Linked DNA regions of Mus musculus: regions 1, 2, 3, 4, 6 and 7 are each linked to region 5. The links are chromatin contacts, called in public Hi-C, HiChIP or PLAC-seq and promoter capture Hi-C maps. All regions are on one chromosome and are shown on one strand. Each heading gives the region's core, a stretch centred on a gene start, on an enhancer-like site or on the middle of the called end of the contact. The rest is flanking DNA. Distances are from core to core; before and after follow the strand shown.

Region 1 (3,410 bases), core at 522-3,021, 390 kb after region 5:
TACAGAGTCTCACAACTGGACAGTATACAGAGAGTGAGCACTCAGTCCTAAATGGCACCAAAGCCCTCTTCTCTGGGTTCAGGAAACCTTGTGGAAAAGGAAGCCAAGAGTCTAAGAGGATGGAAGGTATGAAGAGAATAGGGTGTCTAAGCACACCATCAATGATGCACATAGAAACCAAAGACACTGTGGCAGCATGCACAGTTCTTTCATAAGCCTGCGCCAGATGAAGTCCCAGCACTGAGAGAAGTGAACACAAGCCCCCATGCCTAATCCAGAAGCTACCTCCAACTAATAATCACTACAAATGAAAACTCAGTTTTCTCCATGGGAGTCTCAGTGGGGACAGGAACCACTCTTAAAAGCAGGCCCCATACCCAGAAGTAGACGGTTGAAGTAAAGCAAACCCAATGACATCATTTGATGGTCTCTGTCTCAAAAGGTTTTGCTAGGGCTGGTTTGTTCTCTCCCTCTCTCTGTTTGGTCCTATTCTGGTATATTTAGATCGTTAACCTCATTTTACACACACACACACATATATATATATCCTGCTTGCTTCCTAAGGAGGGACAGAAAGGATGTAAATTCTAATGGGAAAAAGGTGAGGGAGAAACTTGGAGAAGTTGTGAGAGGGGAAACCATATCAGAATATACTGTATGAAAAAAGAAATGATTTTCAGTAAAAGAAAAATAGAGGGAAAAATACTGCCATAGGTAAATGACTCTAAAATCTATCTTTTACTTTCATAGAATGAATACAAAGAATTAGAGGCAGCCAAAGTCAAAAGGACAATTGTTAATAAACTGGGGGACAAATTTCTATAACGATCGCCAGTCATTTTTTGTCATCTAGATGAACTTTAAAATGTTATGAATTATTCTTCTTTTAATTTGTGTTCTTCAAAATAAAATTTTTATTTCTATAAGCAGGGAGAAAAACTAATTAGGAGACCTAGAGTTAATTTAACAAGTTAGCATATGTCTATATCTAGGCTAGACAAGAATGCATATTTTATTTTGAAAACATGAATGTGACGTACATATATTTAAGTCAAAGAAGATAATGAGAAATGAGTGGTGTGTGTGTGTGTGTGTGTGTGTGCGCGCATGTGCAAAAACAAGGGGACTTTTCAAACAAAGGGGACTTTTCAATTTTGGGAGGAAATAATTATTAAAGGCTACTTTTTATTGTATGTATTAATAGATTTTCATGTACATGTTTTGTGCCACAACAGGCATGAAGCAGAAACATAAGCTCAGTTAAGAGTAACAATGGGAATCATTTTCATTAGAAAGCCAGAAACTGTAATTCAAGTGAGAGATCTGCCTGACCAGGGAGGAAGTCAGACCTCTTCTTCCTCTTAAACTAACCAGCTGGTAAAGCAGATGTCTCTTTGCCTCCTTCGTTTCAAAAGACGCCATGCCCCTAACAGCTGGGGGAAGACAGAATGAGAGCTGGTGACTCCTAATGTTGATCACTGTTCTTTTAAAACTCCCCCCATGCAGATGCCTGAAAATAAGGTTACAGTGCTGAGGACCTAAAAACATCTTGAAGATAGAGGACACTCCCTTGGTCTGTAGAAACAGTCTCATACAGAAACTGTCCCCTCTAAGTTAGTGCCTTCCTTTTGGTGTCTGAGTGACTGCTCTACTGTGAAGAGACACCATGATCATTCAAGGCTTACAAATGAAAGCATTTAACTTGCTTGCTTACAGTTTTGGAGGTTTAGTTCGTTATCCTCAAGGCAGAAGCACAATGGGATGTTAGAGAAGCAGCCACATCCTGATTCACAATTGGGAGGTGTGGGGGAGGGGTCGCACTGGAAGAAAGTAAAGAGAAACTGTGCCTGGCACAGGTTTCTGAATCCTCAACACCCCCCCCCCCCACACACACACACACACTCTTTCTCCAACAAAGCCACACCTCCTAATCTTTCTCAAATATTGTCATTCCCTGATGCCTAACCCATCAAAGATCTGAGCCTATGGGGATCACTCATATTCAAACCACCACACTGTCCTAAAGGTGTTTGTTTGAATACATGGCATATATATCAAATTAAAATACTTTGAAGTTATGGTATTTAAGTATAAGTATTTCCTAAATGTGTTGACTTGATTAGCACTGACAGTTTTCATGAGGACAGTGCTAATCTCTAAGAAGTGTACAAAGCTCTTGAAAACCACTGCAGTCTTCAGAAACATTCATTATTAGAAGGTATTTAACAGACTGTCTCTATTACTTACAGTTTTATTTTTCATGCTGAGAAATCCAGAGTCCTTTTCATCACCACATTTAGAAAGAAAAGTCCAGAAAATGAAAAGTCAACAGAGGTGACTTAATCAGGATGTACCATATCACTACAACTGCTTTGGAGCCAGGGAATGAGAAGCAGCTGCCTGTGTTCCTGTCATAGCTATTGAGTAAATCAAACAGAGCTCGTTATGGTAAACCCATTAGGGCACACCGTCCTCAACTGCTAACATCTCAGCACTTCTAACAACAGAGATGTATTGACGTTAACATCACTTAATTAAAACACAGAGCTTGCTTTGGACAGCTTCCTCTACCTCTGGTCCTTATTATGTGCACAGGGGAGCCTGAGAGAATTAAGTCTGACTAGTTCCAGAGTGAGCAAACCATAAACTCCTCCAAACACTGAGATCCAGGCCCAGAGCATTCACCACCCCGTGCCTGCACGTGCAGTGTGGCTTTCCTTTAAGGAAGCACCTTCCTGGAAATAAAACGCAATCCTCAAAGAACGAGTTCAGATATATAAACCCTAGATGTTCCATAATTTTGCTGAAAAAGCAGATAGAGAATGTCTGAAACATTTTATTTAATAAGCTGAATAGCTGAGGTTTCTCAGTAGTGAAAATGCAGCCGCAATTACATAGAAACTCAAACACTTAGACCAAAACTCTCAAAGCGTTAGGACTTCCTCAGTTCCACCACTGAGACCCAGCTCCACTACTGCATGCATGACCTGAGCGCTAAATCAGTGCACTACTCAAGTGTAGCCTGTGACTTGACTGCCATGCAAGAGGCTTCAAGGCACGTCTCCAAACAAGGAGTGCAGGTCTGAGGATTGCAAGTTCACCACATTTTACCTATCCTTATGGTGTCTGAGGTATAACACTGCTCTATAATGGCAGAACAACCCACTTCAGAACGGAACAACTGAAAACCAAAAGCTCCATTTGTGTTCTATGTCCAGTAAGCTTATTCCAAATTAGACACGGAACAGAAGCCATCACTGCCGTCTCTGCCTGTGAGGGTCGCTGGAATGCCTGCTAGCCATCCACTGTTCATCAGCCACCTGATACCACTTTAGTTCCAAAGCACTTGGTCCTCGGCTCTCCCTCCTCCCCTCCCCTTGTTCTTCTCCTCCTCCTCTCCCCATTTACTC
Region 2 (3,310 bases), core at 137-2,636, 380 kb before region 5:
TGTGGAGGTAGTCCAAGGAAAATGTAAATATTTTAATTCGGAGAAGACTGTTTTTGATCACACTCTTTATAAAACTAGAAAAATAAAATAAAACAAAAACAAAACAAAACCACACTAGATTCATAGACTTTAGTGTACCTCAGAAAGACTTTTTAAAACACACCTGAGAATTAAAGTTTTAATGTAGAGTGAAGGAACCCTATGCTATTGATTTGAGTATAAAATGGTTCTTCCAATGCACATATGTTAAAGAACAAGTCTCTAGCTGGTGGCATTATTGATTGGATCATGAGAATGATAAGTTCATCAATGGGTTTGATCATTGGTGAGTTCTTAATTGAACAGGGTGTTAGAAAGGAGTTGTCAGCCTGCTCAGAGGAAGTACTTCGCTAGAAGAATACTCTTGGAAGGAAGGAGTAACAGTTCCTCTCTGTCTCTCTGCTTTCTGACCAGGAAATGGGAAATGCTGTTCGTTCTAAATTCTTTGCTATGATTGTTCATCTCCTTTCTTAATTACTTCTCTATTGCCAGGACAAAATACCATAACCAAGGAAACGTAGAAAAGAAAATGTTCAATTTGGGGTGGTATGATTTCAAAGGTTTAGAGTCCATGACCATCATGGTGGGGTACATGACAGCAGGCAGACATGGTGCTAAAGAGGTAGCTAAGGGATACTTCTGATTCACAAGCATGAGGTAGAGCAGATGAGATGGGGCCTGGCATGGGTTTCTGAAACCCCCAAACTCACCCCCAGTAACACACCTCCTCCAACAAGGCCACACCTCCTAGTCCTTGCCACACAGTTCCACCAACTGGCAACCAAGCATCAAAATATAGGAGTCTATGATGGGGGCAGAGCATCCACATTCTAACAATTATACCTGCTACAGGTCCCCAACATGAAGCCAAGCCACAACTGACTGAAACCTTAAAATGGAATCAAAGTGAATCTACCATGCCATGAGTTGTTCCTCTTAGGCATTTTTAACACAGCCGCAATAGGTTAACCCTTCCCTCCAGTCCCATGGACACCAGATTGTAAATACTACTATCCTTTTATTTCCCCTAGACTGCTCAATGGTATATGTGTTTTGGAGATTTAATTTATTTCCATCATATAAGGAGATTTGTAATGAAAATGAACTTTATTTTGGACAGATATGTTAGAGATGGATGAATTGTGTATGAGTGTTTATATGTCTACACACAGATGAAAACCTTCTTCCAAACACTCCCAGGGCTCTGAGAATTTTACAACCAAATATCCTTTCAAAAAGACACATTAACAAAAGGTAACATTGTTCGTGGGTTCGTCCCCACACCTGTTAGCAGTTGAATCTAATTATTCCACAGCTGGTCCTACTTTGAGATTCTTTCACTATAATTCATTATTCCTTTTTTCATATTTTTTTCCTGGTTTCATGCCGCTCCTGCTGCTTCTGCACAATGTATATATCTTTAAACTAAGAGGACATGCTTTGAAAGAACTCTGGAGGAGCCATTAACATTGTTTCTTTACATACCACTTTGCAGTTGAATTTATTTAAACTGACAGTCGTGGTCATTGGGAACGGAAAATTCTAAGGGCAAGAAAAGCTTTACTACTTGGCTACACCTCCATTGTTTTAAATTTTTTTCTGGTCTGTGGGTAGTTTAGCTGAACTCATAAAGGATTGGTTTTTGTACATATTTGTGAACTGGAATGCTAAATATTGTCCTTCTTGGGGTAGAGTAAGATGCACTTCCTGGGTTGGAAACCAGAATAACTGGATAGTTTCACAAAACGATCCTGATCAGTTAGTACAATAGTCTGGAAAGGATAATGGTAGAAACTTTAAAATGTAAAGGCTAACAAGAAAGTAATGGCTGCACAGACATAAACCCAAAAGTAAACACATACATGTCATGGGCACATATCACCATCAAATGGCCAAGAGAATAGCTGAGTGTTTACTCATAAATCCAAATGAAACTTTCCCTGGATATAGTATATAGAATCCAGGTCTTTCTAAAGTGCCAGAGCATTTACCAAATTCTAAATGAAGTAAATATTGAGGTCAGCAATCACATTTAAAATCCATTTAAAAAGCAAAGCAGGGTACTAGGCATGTAGCTCAGTGATAGAATGCAGATCTGTTCTGTGTGAGGCTCTGGATTTAATCTCCTGGACACCTCTCTGGAATTGAGAAGGAACAAAAGGAAGGAAAGAAGGAAGGAAGGAAGGAAGGAAGGAAGGAAGGAAGGAAGGAAGGAAGGAAGGAGAGAAAGAAAGGAAGGAAAGAGAGAAAGGAAGGAAGGAAGGAAGGAAGGAAAGAAGGAAAGAAAGAAAGAAAGAAAGAAAGAAAGAAAGAAAGAAAGAAAGATTACAAATGCTGTTCAATAGCTTTATCTATGAAAATAACATAAAAATTAAATAACTTGCTATTTCTTTATTAACCCTAGAAATACAGTATTTTCTTTTACTTTTCCTGAATTCAAATGAGTAGATTCGTTAAGGTCACACTGCAAGAAAATGTGCTTAAAGTAAACACCTCAACACCTATATATAGCATTAAAACTACATAAAAACCAGGCTTGTATAAATTGCTCTGTAAATGAATTTGGATATTTAGTGACTACACTGAGATAATAATGAGGCAGTCTTACCAAGTAGTGTGCTGGCTAGTTGTTATGTCACCTTGACACAAGCTAGGGTCATCTGGGAAGAGGAAATCTTATTTGAAAAAAATGCCATCACAGGATTGCCCTGTAGACAAGTCTACAGGCCATTTCCTTGATTGATGTGGGAAGGTCAAGATCATTGTGAGGAGTACTACTCTTGGGCAGTGCTCCTAGTTACTTGTTAGAAGGTAGGCTGGGCACACCATGCTAACAGAGCCAGTAAACAGCACACCTCCATGGCTTCTGCCTCAGCTCCTGCCTCCAGGTTCCTATCTTGAGTTCCTACCCTGTTTATTAGCTAGAAGAAGAAATAAACCCTTTTTTGTCTTCAAGTTGCTTTTGATGGTAATATTTTTTATAGCAATCAAAACCCTAACTAAGGCAATCAGGATCTCCAAATCAATCATAGAAGTGGAGCATTTTTAAAGACTTCTATTCCTTAAGTCACTGAATGGCAAAGTTCACGAAGATCACACTCTCATGACACTGACTCTCACCCACTTACACCTGCATCAAATTCACTCATTTCCCTTTAAACCTGTCCAGAAAATTAATTCATCAGTTGCTCCATGCTAGAGCAGCTTCCCAGAGCCATTTTTTTTTAATTTATTTATTTGTTATATGTAAGTTCACTGTAGCTGTCCTCAG
Region 3 (3,414 bases), core at 195-2,694, 400 kb after region 5:
CATTTATGCCCATTATGTGGCAGAAATTCAACCTATGTAAAATTTAAATAAATTATTTTAGTAAACAACTCACAAAGAAATTCGAGGTTTCCCCGAGTTCTAGTCCTCTATCCCACATAGCATAGATAAACTAGCTAATGAAATGAACAACTTGTTATCTAGCAGGTGTCATAATGACTTTCTGGTAATCTCTGTGTTATTTCAACCAACCTCAGGAACATGTGGCAGGAACCTATTTTCTCCAATCCAGCCCTGCCTTTAGTGAGGCCAGTTAGTCAACAGTGAAGCCAGCTTTATCTTACTCACGGTAAGAGCTGGTGTGGTGACAAACCACAGGGTTTGGAGAGTTTTCATCTCTTAAGTCGGATGCCACAATAGAATGACAGAACTTCAATTGCTGGAAAACAACTGGGGGAGCTTATGAGAACTGGTGTTTGTTTGTTGGAAAGCTGATAAGTCAACTTCCAGGACACAATGCGTGACTACTCCTGGCTGTGCTGGCCTGCTTCCCCTTCCCCAAACTGCTGTGTAAACAAACAGCCATAGTTACTCCATTATATTTCTATTTCATCATTGTTTTGTGAAAAATCAAAATCATAACTATTTCAACTAGGAAAGCTTTGCATGGTTCTATCTAACTACCCGCACCCTGTCAGTTTTGTTTTGGAACACAGGATAAAGATATTTTAAATGCACACTTGTGGGTAATTTACATATCCACATCAAGGAGTTTCCGTGACTTTCTATGATGGTAATGTGCCCAGATTCTTCAGGTACATTCTGACAGACTCTAACTGTGAAATTTACATTCCATTTTCAAAACTAAGAATCAGAAAAGAAAGGCAAGTGGTTATGTCACATTCGGTCTTTGCGCTGAAAACATTCCTTCGTGTCTTTGCATTCAGGGGGAAGTGCTCATGAGATCCCACCAGTCCCGGAGTGGAGATGAACTGAGACAAATTTAGACCTTTCACTACAAATACAGATGGAGCAGTAAACATAAAAAATCGGAACATCCGAAGTTCCACAGCAAAAATCTGTGATTAAAACAGCTTTCGGTGAGAGATTTGGAGGAGCAGAAGCAGTGAGTGTCAACGCTGCTCTCCAGTTTAGGGAGGTTGTTCCTGAAGCCTTTGATGTGAATTCACAGAAATAAAAATGTAGGTCTATACCGTTTTTCTATCAGCTACTTTTTGGGGTGTACACAGAGGCACTCAAGAACCTCTTCAGAACTCTGCTTCCACAGTCTCCTTGTGAATGAGTGCCATAGCTAGAGCACAGAGAAGGCCGATGTGTGTACACAGACCTCTGTCCGCGAGCCAAGATTCTATTTCCAAAGAGACCCAGGGCCTTCTTTCCGAACAATGCCATGGTTAGCTCAGCATACTGACACAGGGCCGGTGCCAGGGCATTTAAGCCTTTGGATGTTATACTATTCATTACTCCAAATGATGCTTGCCAAAGACCAGACTGAACCCATTCAGTACTAAGTTAGCACCAGGCCCAGTCAAAGCAGGTCAAGGAAAACATGAACAAGTGTTTTGTATGCAGGATCCAGCTGCTGGCAGTAACTATTAGCGAAACGGTCCCCAGCCAATTCCTCTCGTTTAGAAAACGGCTTCTGAGCTGAACTGATGCACCGGGTTGCTCTAGTTCAACATTAACCAACACAAAAGAGGAGAAAATGCTTAGTCATCTAGAAAAGACACTGTGTTCATAATTTTCCATGCATGCTTTTCTCGTGGTTCTTAACTGTACATACAATGGGGGAAATACTAGATTGAAAGCACCAACTTCTACTCTCCAATTATACTAACCAGTGGCTTTTACATTAATTAAGAAAAATCACCAAAGCTACTAACAATACAGAATTGTGGTGCCCTATATACAGCACTCAAAAATCCAGGAGAAATGTAATGGGAATGGACAGACACGGAGACAGAGATAGAGATAGAGACAGAGAGAGATATAGAGATATATCTATATATCCATATATCCGCTGCATACACACACACACACACACACACACACACACACACACATTTTGTTTGCATTTCAAGACAGACATCAGAAAATAAAGCACATCTAACATATATCCCAGGGTGAGACCATAGTACAAGTTGCTGGGGCTCCTGTGAGATGAGCTGAGTCCATCTGAACTGTACCCTGTCATATCATCTGAAGGATGGCGGGTTAAACACACCATGTTTTATTTTTTAATTTTTTTCCTCTGAGAGGTGGCCATTACAAATTAAAGCATTTCTGGTTTTTGGTTTTGTTTTGTTTTTAAAGGTTTATTTATTTACTTTTATGTATATGAGAACGTTATCCCTGACACATCAGAAGAGGGCATCAGATCCCATTACAGATGGTTGTGAGCCACCAGGTGGTTGCTGGGAATTGAACTCATGACCTCTAGAAGAGCAGCCTGTCCTCTTAACTGCTGAGCCATCTCTACAGCCGTGCAGTTCCATTTTTAAAGAGTGAGGTTTGGGGATATGGAATATGGAAAGCTGTATGACAGTATCAGACATCCCAGCACCCAAACACGCAAAGTTAGAAGTAACATATACTGTTTTTGAAAACTAAAGTTGTTAACCCCAAATTATTTCCAGTTTCAACTTAGGAAAATAAATTATTACGAGTTTAACTTCATTTGACTAAAATAGCTCTATTTCTCCCATTTTTAGAATCGAGGCAACAAATCAAGAATGTGGTAAGGAAATCGCTTTCCAATCACGAAGACTGGAATCTATCTTGATTTCAACATTCCCTGGAACTTAAGTCAAGATCTTTATATCTGAGCCACTGTTTCTATAGCTATAAAGAGAGAACAATGCTCACACTGGAGCTTTGATTTGAAGTGTACATGGTGAAGGGTGGATCTCTAGGCAACTCAGCTCTATGCATCTGGAGACAGAGGCTGGGCCACAGCCACTGGGGGGGCAGGGGGGATCTTGTCCTTAGTACGCCTACTTAAGTTCACCACTGCCCAGTCTGCACTGGTGTACTCTGCCAACCATAAAACTCAGAAGATGAAAACCTTCCTGAGAATATACTTCAGGCCAAACACCCCTCAGGAATGCATTTTCTTTGGATATCACTAATGTTTAAACATCTAAAGAACATGTAGCAGAAATATGTAAATAACACCTTTTATGAGACAGAAAAATCGTATGACAAAAAAATTTTCTCATGTCTTTTTTTCTGTCAGTGATATTTACTGTTATGACGAACGTAAGGCAGACTTGAGAGAGTAAACAGAAGTCATAACAGTTGCTAATGGGGAGCGGTAAAGTATGTTGTAAACACCGCAATGAAGCCGATCGTAGGGGGAGATATTTGCCTTCGGAATTACTGAGTGCTTTGCAAATGTGTATAACATGTTGTGAAAAAGGATGAATACATCATTTT
Region 4 (3,402 bases), core at 336-2,835, 470 kb before region 5:
AAAATGGGGCGTTAGCTCTAATTGGGGATGAAGGGGAAAGCCAATACAGAAGGAGAAAGAGAGATGGTGAAATAACACCAAGCTTGTGTGATAAAGTCTCAAGAAATTACATTATTTATATTTACCTATAATTATGTGCAATATATCTAAGTATATATGTATCCATATATACAGCTTGAAGTTACTCTACTTGGGATGACAACGTTCCTAATAAAGGTCATAGTCTATCTAGCAAAATCATTGTTACTAAACCTAAGAAACCTCTACTTGAATTGTTAGTCAGGATAGCCCACGAAACTCCCAAAATAATATAGGTTATTGCTGTTGCAACTTGGTTGTCTCTCGGAGGTTAAAAGCAAGTCCTTACTGCTGAAAAGATTGTACACATTGGAAAAAGGTTTCATCTGGCTCTAACTGGAAAGTCTTCTGTCTGTTCCAAGGTATCAAAAAGTATGCAAGCTACCAAGGGAGAGAAGCAATCCATAGCCTAACTAGTTGTGATGCCTATGAACTACAATGGCCAGCATGACAAAACATGCCTAAAGATACATGAGTGTCACTCACATGTTGGTAGTAAACAATGACTGTCTAATAAGACTTAAGCCTTGCTCATCATAAAGGAAACCACAGTTGGCCAACTACCCTAGGTTAGAGGTCATGGAAACTAACACTGCCAGTTTGCTGTACCAGTATAATTCCTAACTACATTTTAAACCATATCCTTGAAACTACGGTTCAGCCTACCAACCATATAGTTATAGATGAGAAAATATTTCTGTGCCTGGAGAGAGGAGTCAGCCAGCAGGTAAGAACCCTGGTTGCTCTTCCAGAGGATCCAGGTACAATTCCTGACACCCACAAAATAGCTCACGACTATAACTCCAGGTGATCTGACTCCTTCTGGACTTTACCACCTGCCAGCATACAGTGCAAAGATGTGCAGGCAAAATACACATGGGTATAAAAAACAGAAATAAAATAATTTAAAAGAAAATATTACCAGCCAAAGCTTGTCTATGCTGTTGTGCCTAAGTCCTAAGGGAGAGGCAGAATCACCTCTTTATGTTTGAGTGCTTCTTGTTTAAAAAAATATTAATTTTTTTTTCAAATTAGGATGCATCTTTCTCTTATACTCCAGAACTTGTAGTCATAATTAACCCTTTTCTGCAGTTGATGGATTGCCACACATTTCCTCTAAGGTAGAATGATCATAATTAAATTTCCCTTCTTGGAAAGCTTAGTAATACGTGTCTTCTTATGCACTGCATCCTACTAGGATTAATTATGAAACACTCTATTGGGGGGGATCAGGAGTCATTGTTCGGTGGCTAGAGAGTTCTACTGTAGAGAAATAAAACAGCTCAGGAGACGGCAGTGGAACAATGCCAGTGAAGTTAATATTACTAAACTCTATGTTTAAAAGTGTTAAAATGCCTAAGTTTGTTCTATGCTTATGTGTCACAGTAGGAATTTAAACTTTACATGGTAAATAACTCTATCACTGTCAAAAAAAGAAAACAGGTCCTATCCAGTGTAAGCCAAAGATGACTTCATAGTCACGGCTGAGACTTGAGACAAGGCATTGTTTTACAGGTTCCTGGTTTGGGGCTGCCCAACTGCAACTTTCAGTCATGTTCCTTTTTCAATGTCCAAGTGGCAGTCCTCCAAAAGGAAGTTTACCTGCCATCAGGCATGCCGCCAGCCTTTCCAAAGCTCTTTCCTTCGGCCCTACGTCCAGATGAAGCTGCCCTGTCATCTATTTTAGCCTCTTCGTTGGAGGCACTTGGAGAACAGGGAATTTCTCATAGCAATCGCTTGATCCCCAGGGGCCCGTGCTATCTACAAGGAGGCTGAATCACAGGCTTCTGGGTTGAGAGACCTTGAACAACACTGTGACCTTCCCAACACCCGCACGGCCACTCACAAGACAAATTCGCAAATGCTGTAGGTGCTATTACACTTTAAATCTCTCTCTCAATTCCTTCCCTCGGGAACAGTTCCCTAAATAACACCGGCTCAGAGTCTAAATGGAACAACTTTGTTAAGACACTTTTTGCTCTCCCTGGCTTTTACTGAAGTAAAATCGGGAAGAATGTTCTTTGTTATAGTGATTTTCTTACAATATTTTAAATGTTACCTATGCTTTGAGGAGTTCATACACTTGTACACTAAGTTGTGGTCATAACTCCTCCCTCCTCACCCCTCATCCAAATCCTACCAATCACTGCCTACTTCACCTCTCAACTTCATACCCTCTTTTCATTTCTCCCCTGTGTAACCTACTGAGTCCAGTTATTGCTGCCTGTATGTGCATGGAAATAAGATAGTTTACTGGAACATAGACCACCTACAAGAGGACACAATGACTGCCAGAGGACAGAGAATTAGGTTTGGAAGGACATTGCTAACCATAAATTTCCATCTTGGGTTGGAGAGGTGGCTCAGCGGTTAAAAGCACTGACTGCTCTTCCTGAGGTCCTCAGTTCAATTCCCAGCAACCACATGGTGGCTCACAACCATCTATCTGTATTGGTATCTGATGACTTCTTCTGGTGTGTTTGAGGACAGGAACCTTCCCCACACACACATTCCCAAGCTCCCAGGGACTAAACCACCAACCAAAGAGTACACATGGAGGGGACCACGGCTCCAGCTGCATATGTAGCAGAGGAATGCCTTATCTGGCATTAATGGGAGGGGAGGCCCTTGGTCCTGTGGAGGCTCATGATCCAGCATAGGGAAATGTAGGGTGCTGAGGCAGGAGTAGATGGGTGTATGGGGGAGCACCCTCATAGAAGCATGGGAGAAGGGGCATTGGGTGTTTGTGGATAGGAAACTGGGAAGGGGAATAAATAAAATAACAAATAAAAACAATTTTTTAAACACAGATCTCCATTTCTTTCGTAGCAAAATAATTCATTTTTCTGAACTTCCTTCAGAAGATTTAAGTTCCTGTCTTTACATCAAAGGTATATAATCTTTAGGTATTTTTTTGTTTCAAAATACTTACATCTCTCCTGAGTTACAAAGGAAAGAGCACTCAGATTATTTTACAGAGTTTTGATTTCTCTCATTGCCAACCATGATACCATCATCTTCTCTACTGATTATTTTATTTATTTACATTTCAAATACTGCCCCCCTTCCTGGACTCCCCTCTGCAAACTGCCTTTCATCCACCCTCCCCTTTACTTCTAAAAGGGAACTCACCTACCTACCTACCCACCCCCACCTTAACCCTCTAGCATCCCCCTTCCCTGGGGCAATAAGCTTAAAGAAAACAAGTTCATAGTATGGATTCATACACATGGATTTACTGTGCCTTGAGGTTGTTTACCTTTATTGTCAATTTAGCTTTGTTGGTAATTCTTATTTATATTGATCTTAGTCAGTCTGATGGTC
Region 5 (3,504 bases), core at 892-3,391:
GGATAAATCATTTAAGTTTAAAAATACAAACTGATGTTCCATGCATGCTGCCCCAGTAAAGTCCAAAGGTGCCTACCCCAAGCAACGTAATTAGACTTGCTTTTAACACCATTGCAAATGGAAAGCTTGTTCTATTTGTCTTGTCAGCTTTAATAAAAGGCATATTCTCTGGCAGAGCGTCATCTCTTTCTCTTTTCCTAATAGTGGCTAGTGGCGTGTCAAAGAGGAAATAGCTTCCCATTCTAATTCCCACCCCCACGACACCCTTTTTATTAAAAAACGCAAACTTTCAAGGATGAGCTAGGCAAGCACTTTAGGCTACCTGGGTGTGACTGGGCCGGCCGGAGTAACAGGGTGGGGCGATTTCTCCCTAGGATGGGCAATCATGAGCGTTCCTGGAGAAATCAGCTCTTCATCCCAGCTGACCCTTGACAACCGGGAAAACCTCTGAATTCATAACAGAGGGAAAGCTGGAGGCGCTAGAAAGGGCTGGTGGGAAACTGAATTGTAGGCGTCCGCCGGCCCCCTCGCCTAGAGCTTTAGATGCGCCACAACCACAGGCTCAGTCCTCGGTCTCCCGCCTCTTTCCTCACAACTTCCACTTCAGCCCAGAGAAAAACCTGTGATCCTAGGTACAAGCGACACTGCCTCCCTCCCAGAACAACACACCAATACTACCAGCCCACAGCTGAAAGCAGAGCGATGTGGGCCCAGCGGGACCGACTGCTGGGTCCAGATCCGGGAGAAAGTAAGGTTTGGGAGCAGCCCGGACCAGAAAGGGTCTGCCTGGTGCTGTGGACGACCCTCCTCCCCTCTCCGGGGTCCAGGATCGCAGGGTGGCTGCGGCAAGCTAGGGCCCAGAGCGTGCGCTAAGGAAGTCCCCGGCGCCCGCTTCCAGCCTCCCGCCAAGCCCGCAGGCTTTGGGGTCGCCTAGACGCTGTCGCAGGTAACCACGCGCGTCCCTCCAGCTGCACAGCGCCAGGCCCCGGGGCGAAGGCTCCCACCTTCCGGCTTGCCAACTCCAGCGGCTCGCTCTGCACTCGTGACGTAACCCGGCATTCGATCAAACTTTCTGGCACCTTAAGCCCACTGGGGGGGAAAGGAGGGTGCCCGAGCTGGGAGAATCCTTTCCAGGGCCAAGCGCGATGGGCCTAGACCGACTTGGCGGTGTGTGTGTGGGGGGGGGGGGGGTCACCTAACAGTTATCTCGCAGTTAAAAAGAACATTAAACCCTAAAGCTTCCGCTTTCCACTCACCCATCCCTCCAACCCCCCTTTGCTTCCCTCTAACCGGTACGCGCTCTCTCTATGCGCGCAAGGAGGTAAAAGAAGGCATTATGTTTAAGTAAAAATTTTAAAATTAAAAAAAAAAGAAAACTTTGATGCTATCTATCAGGATCCCGGCCTCAGCCCCGCGCCCCCCAGGCTCCAGGGAGGACCTCTTGGCAGTACGCACCCGAGGCTACCAGCACCCAAGCTCTAAGCCGGGATCCGGAGGTGCGGGCCAATCTCCCCGACTGGGAAGCGATGGCCCGGGTCCGGGGCTCCCGCCCATTCCCGTGTCTTCCCCGCACCCGGTCGGAGGCAGCGGCTCCGCGCAGCCCTGGGGATTGCTAGCAGCCGCCGGCCCTGCCGCCCTGGCTTAACAAAGAGCGGCGCGGAGCGAGCGCTTCCCGCCGGCGCCGGGCGGCCAGCGGCGTCTGGCGACGCAGGCTCCGAGGGCGCGCGCTGCCTGCGGCTGGTGCGCGCCGCTCCCGGCCGCCGTGTCCCCTGCTCCCGGCCCAGGCCCGCGGAGCCCGAGCTTTTGGCGCCCCCGCCCCGGCCACCTTACCTGGGGTTGCTGCTGTTCCAGTAGACGGCGTAGCGGTCGGCGACGACTTTGGAGCCCGGGTCCTGGCTGAACACACACATCCAGAGCACCAGAAAGAGCAGCGTCAACATCTCCACGTGCAACATCACGCCTAGCCAGCGGCGGAGCCCCCGACGCGCCACTCCGGGGAGAGATCGGGGATCCAGGGGGAGGGAGGGAGAGGGGCAGACGAAGAGAGCGGACGCCAAATAAATAGGAATAAATACGATGAAGGGGCGAGAGGCGCGCGGCGAGCGCGGGAGGAAGAGGAAGAGGAGAGAGAGAAGAAGGAGGCAGTGGCTGGGGCGGGGGGACAAACTCGCACCCCCACTGAAGGGCTCGGGAGGGGAGAAGAATCACAAGACGGAGAGACGCGTGCGTGTGTGCGGTGGCGGCGGCGAGGGCGGGGGTAGGGGTGCGGAGCTGTGTCTCGGGCGGCGGCTGCAAGCCGGTCACCCCGGGAGAGGGAGGTGCGTGCGGGGCCGGGCGGCGGCAGCGCGGGTCGGGGCAGGCGGCGGCGCGCGCTGCACAGTCACGGGGAGTTGAGCGCCGCGGCTGCGGGGAGACATACACCGGCCCGCCGGGCCCGGCTCAGTGTCGGCGCCGCGGTCTGCACGGGCTTCCTCCGCCGCGCTGGGCCCTCACCGTGCGCCCCGCTTTGTTCCAAGTTACTTTGGCGGCCGGAGAGAAACTGCAGGAGGAGGGCGCTGTGTGGAGGGGGGCGGGGGGGGGGGCGTCCTCACACTGGTGTCCCCAGGAGGCTGGAAGCAGTCCGGAGCCTCCCTTCTGTGCCTTGGCCAGGCGACCCCCCGCAAGGCTCGCAGGAGTCCTGTGGACTGCGGTACCCGGAGGTGCGCAGAGAAGAGTGGCGATCTGGATCCGCAAGCCCGGCTCTGCCGGAGTCCTGGAACTGCCCAAAGCCGCAGCCGAGCGCTCAGGCGAGGAGAGGAGGAGCGGGTCTTGCTTCGGAAAAGGCTCCAAGAAAAGTTTGGCTCTTCACGTCTTCCAGCAGGTCCCCAAAGGAGTCCGACCGCAGAGGCAGAGCGAGATGGCACCCCCGGGCGCTGGCTGAGTCGGGGATTTCTCCTGCTAGCTTGTCTTGGCCGGGTGTGGGTGCCGCGGAGTGAATGAAGAGCAGAGGTTGTGAACCAGCCAGCCAGGCGGGGCCGGGATGCCCAAACCTGCAGGGCGACGCCAAGCCAACTGCCGGGCTGAGAAGCGAGAGGGGAAACAATCACTTTCGGATGGAGCCCTCCAAGTCCGGGATGGGCTGATGACAGTCTCCGTTCGCCTTCCGGGAGAGAGGCTGAACCCCCGCACGGCGTGCCCAGAGCCCCGGGGGGGAGCTCTCAGAAGTGTCCCTGGGACTCGGACCTCTCCGGCCCCAACCCCAGCAACTTGTAGAGATTCATCAATCAGTTTGAAACCGGGAGGGAAAAAGGGAGAGGGAGCACACGCGAGCTGCTGGCACCTCCCCGATGACTACATCAGAAAACCTTCCCGATCCGGAGCTGCCTCCTCCTTCCCTCCTTAGGCACAGCAGTAACGAGAGGTGAAAGCCACCGACCGAATCCTAAAACCTCTGCCCAGGCGGGAAAATAAACTTGAGTGCAGCGGCGCGAGCAGCCTGGAGAGGTTGGGAAGACTGGCGAGAAG
Region 6 (3,569 bases), core at 857-3,356, 500 kb before region 5:
TATGTACAGCAGTCTCAGGTTCTGCGCGATTGGATTGGGGCAGGCGCTATGTTCCACTCACCAGAGGTCTTAGGATCCCGTGGGGAGTCCCGTGTGGGCCCTTGCGGGTGTTGGGCAAGACTCTGCTGGCAAGGTAGCCCGGGGCTTGAGTCGAGCGGAAGGGCTAAACTCTATTTTCTAAGTTACCTTGTTCACAGTGTTGTATGACAGCAGTAGAAAAATAAGTGAGCTCCTAGCTTTATCTACATAATGATAATCTACATGTCTACAAAATTTAGCCTTCGAGTGGGTATTGTTGCAAAAATAAAAGAACTAATCACAAGAAAGACAGATGTCTAAGACACTTCTTGGTCCACATGCAAGGCAGAGTTCTTGGATCAATTTTACATCAGACTTTCAGTCATTAATGTATTTCCAAGTACACCATGCAGAAATTCCCTAGTTAGAGGCGTGCTTCAGGAAGCCCATTTCCTAGGAGACTCATGCTGAAGACTCAGGCAAAAACACCGGAGCAAAGATTGCCCTCATATGATGAGTAGGGTATACATCTTTCACATAGACAAATGTATTTGTAAAAAAAAAAATAGCTGCATGTGTATAATAAATACCAACTGGATGGCTTTTTATTTTAAATTCATCTTGACTTTTTTTCTAGACAAAAAGTATTGATATCATTGATATTGGACAATGCCTCACTATTATCTGCTCAATGTGGTTGAGCTAAGGAGATTCAACAGAATTACCTCAAGTAGAATTTACACAAATGCTAAAAGGTCACCATGAAGCACAATGAAGACATTTCTGTCATACATGCTTATGTGTGACATTATACATAATGTATTTTTGACTCTTTAATAAGCTTAATTTGTGTCCTCATATTCTTAAGAATTGTTCTTTTTAACTAAATGTAAGAACCAGAGAGTATTTTTTTTAGATCTAATTGTTTTAGCGGGGAATTATTTAAGAGGCCTGAGCATTGAGAATGTCTGTTGGCCACCCCCTAACTCTTCAAAAAATAGTATTCATTGCTTAGCATTCATTTCCTACTAACAAATATGTACTGAATATCATCCATACTCACAGACCTCTGGAGGTAGTTTTGCAAAGTAACTTAAATCTACAAGTGGTTTTCTAATATCCATTGATCCATGCATCTAGTCAGCAAACAATTTATTTATGGTAGCCAAATGTAAATAGATAAACATACTGAAGATTACATACATGAAATTCACAATGTCACTGGTAACACTCAAATATCCACAGAAAGTTAACACACACTGTCATTGATAATTGTTGTTTGTATAAGATCTCAGGCAACCGGTGGGACACAGATACACCCAAGAGAGACAGAAAGGGAAGAAGAAATGGTTTAGAAGGAAAGGAGCCACTTAGAAAGTGCTACAAATTGGATGGCCTTTATGAAGACCATTAACACCCACAGGACCCAAAGCTGGGATAGGCACTGTAGACTCTGAGAGTAAATTAAGTGGTGTGAAGCAGGGCAGAAGCCTGGAAATTGCTCACACGTAGGACTTGCAGTTTCTGGAACCTGAGAGACAGATCATGTCCACCACACCCTCTTCCACTCTGTTGTGCCTTTTGAACTTTTATTTAAACCCTAAATATTTTGTAGTTAAATGAAGGAGTGTTTTAATTCATGAAAAATTCACAAAAGGAATTCCTATAATCTCAAGTTTACAGGGTCCCCCCACTGCCCAGAGGAGGGGGAATCTCCCTGTCTATTAGATTCTACTTCCCCACCCCAAATTATCCAGTTCATTTGAAAAAGTAAATTTTTAGCAAATCTTGGTCAGAACAATCTAGAGCTGATCTATGCTACTGCACTGTCAGAGGCCTGTGCATCGCTCTACTGCTTCCCTTGGCCAGCTTCAAGTCTTGCCCTTCCTTGGCAGGCTCAGGAGGGCGATCGTGTTCTGCTCCAGAGCCCTGATTTAAATGTTTAACACATCTCCAAAGGTAAAACGCCTAGTGATTAAGAAGTGGAATGTAAGCCAAAACTTTGAATCAGTTAAAAACAGAGTAGCACTTTATGATGTCATTCTTTGGGTGTGGTCAGTCAGACGCTTCCATTTACCTCAACTTCAGTCACACACTGAGCTGAGTCATTGACTCTGCACCAGGGTATATCTTGGAGTATTTATACGGTGCTCTTGTTTTCAAGACTGGAGGGTTTCTCCTGAAAAGTTACCCCCATGTACACTCACTGAATTTCGACCACAGACATGATTCCCGGGTAATTAAAATATTCACTTTTTTGAAGGAGACAGAGAGAGAGAGAGAGAGAGACAGAGACAGAGACACAGAGACAGACAGAGACAGAGAGAGACAGAGAGAGAGACTCCAAGGATAACAACACTATTAACCTTCTTAGATAACAACTGGGTATCAAAATTATCTGTAAAAGCCTTGGGCTTTTTTTTGGAGGGGGGTAGCTTTTTTTGGGAGTGAATATTTTTGCACACACTGTCATCATACACCATGTAGGAATAATTATAATCATTAACCTGAGTCTTATTAAGCAACCTGCTTATTAATATGTATTGCCATTCACTATAAGTGCTAAGTTGTGGCAGAAAAACAAGAGATAGCTGAATAAAAATGGCATTCCAGGCTTCGGTAGCCTTATTAAAATATTTAGAAAGTAAAGCTAATGATTTCACCTTTCTTCTCAAAACACACATCCTCAAACCCTCCTAGCCTTTCAAAGAACATGTCAGCTCAGTGAGATTACATAACGTAATATATAAGGAGAAAGCAGAATGCTTACAAAGAAGCTTCAGATGGTGAATTCTTCATACACAGAAGACAATGAATAAAATCAATGGCTTGATCAAAATGCTTGAAAATTCCTGAGTTTCGCATTCCAAATGTGACATTTGGAAAACATGAGCTCAGAACCCACAAACCAAAAGCAGATGAAACCTTTGCAATGGATTCTAGCAAACTTAGAGTTTCCCAAACTCTAGGGGGCAAATCCTATGGAGTCAAGTGCTGGTTTTCACAACTGTAGCCTATTACCAACCAAATCAGAACCAACCAAGGAGCAGGTCCCCAAGACAGACAGACAGACAGACAGCACCGTTGCCAAGGTCAGCAGCAAGACTGAACTGCTCAACGTCGAAAGGCATATAACCATACATTAAGTTAGTAGCTCTCTTTTAGAAACTCTCCCCATTAAGAAAGCAAAAAGGAGCCTGAAAACCAATTTCATGTAAGAAAAGGAGTGAGAAACAAACATATCTTAAAGAAGCTAAAAATAAAAAGATTACAAAATCTAGAAAAATTATACGATAGACTTTTATTTGATAATATTCTCAGACTCCTTTAGTGCCTTTCTTTCCATTTTAATTGTACTTTTTCTTACTGCTTCTTATGCTATCTTTTTCTATAACAGGAACGGAAAGACAATTTATTCTTGCTAGCAGTGGTTTAGAGTTCGTTTTACTTCCCAGTCACTGAAATGTATACACATAAAACTTCAACAGAAGCATAATCATTGTTCGTAGAACTGCTATGAGTTTATGGATGGTAACACACACACAAAAAAA
Region 7 (3,709 bases), core at 928-3,427, 340 kb before region 5:
TCAAATTTAAATTGGTCTCCTAACCCCACTTCAAAGTTGTTCCAACCCCCCCCTCCCCAATCCGTCCGGAGCAGCTATTCAATTAACAAGCTGTAGTCTTTCCTGTGATGCAAACAGAAAACACCAAACATCCTACTTATTTCAACTAAACAGTTGAATTTTCTCTGACAATAAAACAAATAAATGTCTTAAGCGTTGGGCTCATCGGCTCATAAATTCAAAAAGGTTTACTTGATCTCATTTCCATCAAAATTGGTAACATCTGGGAGGCCTCCTCTAACATTTCAATGGACATTTAGAAATAATACTCTTCCCTATATTTGGGTATGTTACATGTGTTTCGCAGTTAAGTTTTCTTGGCAGCAGTATCAGAATGCAGTTCCATTTCCACAGGAAGCATAGACAGCGTTCTGGTTGACTCAAATCAAATGGGAAGATTCTGAGCACGGTCTAGGCTGTATCTCCCAGCGCTGCACCTCCCCGTGACTGCAGGAGAGGACAATGCCTTCTGTCTGGGTGAAAGGCAATTGCACCTCACTCTTGTCCTTGGGTTTGGTATAGGGCTCTACCCTGAAGTTGACAGCCACCCAGACCTTGCTAAAAGTCAGCTTAACGCATCTGGAACGTGGCAGAGAAGCCCTTGGGAGTCGAAAGCACTTCCTTCTCCTGGTCTCTCCCAACTCTGTCCCTGAGTTAAGTGAGATCTTCAACAAGTGGAATACTTACACTTTTTTATCTACATCCCCTTAGGAATGTCGTCAACTGAATTATGTTTTAATATCATGGTGTCAGCTAGCAAAGAGGATTGACTCGAGGGGGGGAGAGGGAGGGGGTCGAGCTGAACAATCTTTCTGTCTGACAGAAGCAAAGAAGAAGACACGGTTCAAGAATCTACATAAAAATTTCTCTTTGGATTTCCATCCTGAAGTAATATTTTTTTTCCCACACGCTAATGTTTGCGCTTGTGTTTGGGTTAAACAATGGAGGTTATGTAACTAATTTATTTCTGTTCTGCTTTTAGGAGCCAACTTTTTTCAAGTCATTTCAGTTCAGCGACAACTAAGGAATTTTCTTATCACCCACCAACCCAGTGATGTAATTCTGATGCTTTTATAATTGTTTTATATGGCTGTTTATATTTGTCTAATCACATGTTACAATTCCACTTTTGCCTTCAAGCATCCAGGGCACAGGATGGTAATTAATTCTAAGAACTAAAACACTAGTCTAAAATGTCTTTCTTTTAAAAAGGAGTTCTAAAGGCTCTTTAGACGGCCCAGGTAGTCATCACATCTGAAGTACTCGATGACAAAGGAACAGCAAAAATGAGCACATGGCTCAGGAGGAACAGAGTAACAGAGACCATAGATGGTGCTACACATTTTTTTTTAATCAATTTATTTTGAGTTCGGTGACTCCCAGAAGACTACAAAATTCAAAAAGAAAGTGCAGACAAATTCATGCTTGTTGCTCACATCCGCAGAGTATTAATAGCTTTTAGAATTGAAATTGTTTTATTAATTTGATTAGGTTGATGGAAAAAAATCCAAGGCTCATGAATAATTCAGGTCGCTGTCAGATCCTCCGAAGCCTCATGGAAAGTACTGTTATACCTCAAAAAATGCCCTCAGAGTAGACCATACATTTAATTTTCAATAACATTGATTTATAGTTTTATAAAGAAAAATAATAAATATAATGAATTACCCCCATATTTCCTGATCTCAGTCACTATAAAATAACTGCTGTAGTTTTACATTTCCAGTGTGAAATATTAAATGCATAAATCAAAACAAAATTATTTTTCATCTAGAGAGGGGGACTGGTTCCTGAGACTGACAAATTCGTTTTATTTTTAAATTAATGTTTTAACGGGGAAGGAAGGAACTCCTGTGAATCCTACTAGTTTAGGAAGAAAAGCCAAGTTCTTACATTTCAGTCCCTTTGCCTGTGATGTTTTTCAAACAGGTACGGTGTGTGATCTTATTACAATCCCCACAACTAAGCTAATCAGGAGCCAAATTGTGCTTGCTTGCATGAATCATTTTCCTTTTCCAGCTTCCTTTCTCATGACGTTTCCTTTTTCCATAATTGTCTCACTTTAAATTGCCACCCAGAGATAAGCTTCGCCCACAATACGTTTCGCCGGTGCCAGCAGACTGGCGTGTTTGCAATTCCAATAGTCTCTTCCAGCTCCGACTAAGCAGTCATGTAATGAGAAGAACATTATCGAACAAGAACAACTCAGGAGAGACACAGGTTTCTAAATAGGCAGAAACAGATGTGGCAACTTCTACATTTTATCATCTCCCTTACTTAGATTTCATTGAGAATAAGAATCGGTTTTTGCAACCTTGTTTTAAAAAGTAAATTGATCCCATTTAAATACCTCTCCACTTTTGTGCATGCTCAGTATCTACCCACAATAGCTTTCAAAAGATGTGATGGAGGCTGACTCCTAAAAGAAAACAACAACAACAACAACTAAACAAAACAGAACAAAACAAAAAGCTTAACATGTGAGTAGCTCTGAGTTAACCAGCTAAAAAGAAATTTAAACCATCTAATGGCCATGAGATTGTAAACATAGCTGCAGATTGTCTCCAAGGCTCAGCTCTGTACTAAGAACAGATCAATTGAAATCAGCTTTAAAAAAATCTACTAAGGGCTTTTTATGATTCTCCAAATGTTATGTATATCATTGTTGGTTATGGATATCTTTGCTCATTGATTCAAAAACTAAGTTACATATCAATCTTTTAATTAAAAAATTGGATTTGTTAAATGGCTAAGTACAAAGTTACCTCTATTGGAAAATACTGAGTGTAGAGGGAAGAATATGAATTCTTAGATTCACCTTTGCAAAACTCAGCGCAGTTTTAAGGTGTTATGTCTTCTGGAGGAGTTTCAAGATGAGAAGAGAACTCAGGGGTCCTGAAACAATCGTCTGGCAGAGATCTGAACAGGCCTCCCTAAAAATAACAACGGGCTGTAGACTTCATAAACATTTTTAGAAATTAAATATCTGCTAACTCGTTCCATATGGAAGCAAATTCACAGCGCCCAACATGTTGTTCAATGAGATCATTATGACACACCCAGCAAGGGAAGACGCTAAGTCCCTCCAGCCAGTCATTCACGAGAAGCCGGAGGAGAGAGGTGATCATGAACTTCTGTTTTAAAGGCAAAAGAATTATCTCAAGGAACTACATAATACTGTGGCTTTAAAGCTCTATGGGCAAGCAGGGTTTTTCCAGGAAATCTTTCAAAACCCCCATTAGTCTCAAACACTCGTTAAAAGGGGGAATAGCAAAATTATTAAAATTTCAGACATTAGTTATAATTTCATATCATGAATGGATTTGTATTTTTCCATTTAGCAAAAGGGATAATATCTTATAAGTCTATTCTCATGATATACTTAACTCACACAGAATCAGGGTGAGTTTATTAACATACAAAATATTGGGCTTCATTATGGCACTTCTTTCAAACAACTTTTTACTGTTGCTAATTCCCCCAGTGCCTCTTTGCTCCTCTCTGCTTTGGTGTCCCTTGACAACCCCCACCCCTCCTATTTCCACTCCCTCAAATATTCTTCCCTTCTTGTGTTCCACTACCCAAGCCCACCACCAACCATGGGGTTTTTTTAAGCCAGAAAATATGAGTAATTATATACCCTACACAGCGAGGCGCCATTATTCCGAAT

Evidence for each region. Promoter capture Hi-C pulls out the DNA fragments that hold promoters and counts their contacts. Hi-C and Micro-C count contacts between places; a contact is called where the count stands out from the background. HiChIP or PLAC-seq counts read pairs in DNA pulled down with a chosen protein or histone mark.
Region 1: a contact with region 5 is called in a Hi-C map of the N1E-115 cell line, with 5 times the contacts expected there. The contact joins the enhancer-like site here to the promoter of Efna5 in region 5. A contact is called at or near these places in 3 of 484 Hi-C or Micro-C datasets (the N1E-115 cell line, cerebral cortex and cortical neurons) and 3 of 115 datasets of contacts at active chromatin or transcription factors (the 230-238 cell line and neural progenitor cells).
Region 2: a contact with region 5 is called in a promoter capture Hi-C map of second pharyngeal arch cranial neural crest, with 4 times the contacts expected there. The contact joins the enhancer-like site here to the promoter of Efna5 in region 5. A contact is called at or near these places in 4 of 39 promoter capture datasets (the 3T3-L1 cell line, liver and second pharyngeal arch cranial neural crest), 1 of 15 datasets of contacts at CTCF or cohesin (the NIH/3T3 cell line), 3 of 484 Hi-C or Micro-C datasets (cerebellum, pancreatic cancer cells and reprogramming fibroblasts) and 13 of 115 datasets of contacts at active chromatin or transcription factors (the 230-238 cell line, the NIH/3T3 cell line, astrocytes and 9 more).
Region 3: a Hi-C map of cerebral cortex shows a contact between it and region 5, with 3 times the contacts expected there. The contact joins the enhancer-like site here to the promoter of Efna5 in region 5. A contact is called at or near these places in 9 of 39 promoter capture datasets (the C10 cell line, the HPC-7 cell line, hippocampal neurons and 4 more), 5 of 484 Hi-C or Micro-C datasets (cerebellar granule neurons, cerebral cortex, cortical neurons and 2 more) and 6 of 115 datasets of contacts at active chromatin or transcription factors (the 230-238 cell line, astrocytes, embryonic stem cells and 1 more).
Region 4: a contact with region 5 is called in a Hi-C map of cardiomyocytes, with 2.3 times the contacts expected there. The contact joins the enhancer-like site here to the promoter of Efna5 in region 5. A contact is called at or near these places in 3 of 39 promoter capture datasets (embryonic stem cells, liver and pre-B cells), 1 of 484 Hi-C or Micro-C datasets (cardiomyocytes) and 8 of 115 datasets of contacts at active chromatin or transcription factors (the NIH/3T3 cell line, cardiomyocytes, craniofacial prominence and 5 more).
Region 6: an H3K27ac HiChIP or PLAC-seq map of a colorectal cancer cell line shows a contact between it and region 5, with 23 times the contacts expected there. The contact joins the enhancer-like site here to the promoter of Efna5 in region 5. A contact is called at or near these places in 2 of 39 promoter capture datasets (both in liver), 1 of 15 datasets of contacts at CTCF or cohesin (the NIH/3T3 cell line), 2 of 484 Hi-C or Micro-C datasets (epidermal suprabasal cells and uterus) and 8 of 115 datasets of contacts at active chromatin or transcription factors (the NIH/3T3 cell line, cardiomyocytes, a colorectal cancer cell line and 4 more).
Region 7: a contact with region 5 is called in an H3K27ac HiChIP or PLAC-seq map of heart atrium, with 6 times the contacts expected there. The contact joins the enhancer-like site here to the promoter of Efna5 in region 5. A contact is called at or near these places in 6 of 39 promoter capture datasets (embryonic stem cells, hippocampal neurons, liver and 2 more), 1 of 15 datasets of contacts at CTCF or cohesin (the NIH/3T3 cell line), 4 of 484 Hi-C or Micro-C datasets (cardiomyocytes, cerebral cortex, cortical neurons and 1 more) and 14 of 115 datasets of contacts at active chromatin or transcription factors (the NIH/3T3 cell line, T-cell acute lymphoblastic leukemia, a colorectal cancer cell line and 11 more).

The regions. Positions count from the first base shown.
Region 1 is chr17:63,266,155-63,269,564 of GRCm38.p6, forward strand. The region is part of intron 6 of Fbxl17 (F-box and leucine-rich repeat protein 17); the gene reads right to left. Among named protein-coding and RNA genes, the nearest start is that of Gm41607, 30 kb to the right of the region's middle. Within about 2 kb of position 1,772, at least 21 of the 459 cell types and tissues checked have an H3K27ac peak or open chromatin away from gene starts, as enhancers often do. A contact at or near this core is called in the N1E-115 cell line, where this site is marked.
Region 2 is chr17:62,497,160-62,500,469 of GRCm38.p6, forward strand. No RefSeq gene overlaps it. Among named protein-coding and RNA genes, the nearest start is that of Gm25800, 42 kb to the left of the region's middle. Within about 2 kb of position 1,387, at least 2 of the 459 cell types and tissues checked have an H3K27ac peak or open chromatin away from gene starts, as enhancers often do. A contact at or near this core is called in second pharyngeal arch cranial neural crest, where this site is marked.
Region 3 is chr17:63,284,042-63,287,455 of GRCm38.p6, forward strand. All of the region lies in intron 6 of Fbxl17 (F-box and leucine-rich repeat protein 17), which reads right to left. Gm41607 reads right to left here. Exons shown (of 1, transcript XM_017317745.2): 1 at 1-3,414. Among named protein-coding and RNA genes, the nearest start is that of Gm41607, 12 kb to the right of the region's middle. Within about 2 kb of position 1,445, at least 66 of the 459 cell types and tissues checked have an H3K27ac peak or open chromatin away from gene starts, as enhancers often do. A contact at or near this core is called in cerebral cortex, cortical neurons, forebrain and 3 more, where this site is marked.
Region 4 is chr17:62,411,131-62,414,532 of GRCm38.p6, forward strand. No RefSeq gene overlaps it. Among named protein-coding and RNA genes, the nearest start is that of Gm25800, 44 kb to the right of the region's middle. Within about 2 kb of position 1,586, at least 15 of the 459 cell types and tissues checked have an H3K27ac peak or open chromatin away from gene starts, as enhancers often do. A contact at or near this core is called in cardiomyocytes, where this site is marked.
Region 5 is chr17:62,879,176-62,882,679 of GRCm38.p6, forward strand. Efna5 (ephrin A5) reads right to left here and starts at 2,142. Exons shown (of 5, transcript NM_207654.2): 1 at 1,831-2,142. The coding sequence starts at 1,955.
Region 6 is chr17:62,377,130-62,380,698 of GRCm38.p6, forward strand. No RefSeq gene overlaps it. Among named protein-coding and RNA genes, the nearest start is that of Gm25800, 78 kb to the right of the region's middle. Within about 2 kb of position 2,107, at least 17 of the 459 cell types and tissues checked have an H3K27ac peak or open chromatin away from gene starts, as enhancers often do. A contact at or near this core is called in a colorectal cancer cell line, where this site is marked.
Region 7 is chr17:62,543,409-62,547,117 of GRCm38.p6, forward strand. No RefSeq gene overlaps it. Among named protein-coding and RNA genes, the nearest start is that of Gm25800, 88 kb to the left of the region's middle. Within about 2 kb of position 2,178, at least 19 of the 459 cell types and tissues checked have an H3K27ac peak or open chromatin away from gene starts, as enhancers often do. A contact at or near this core is called in heart atrium and pancreatic cancer cells, where this site is marked.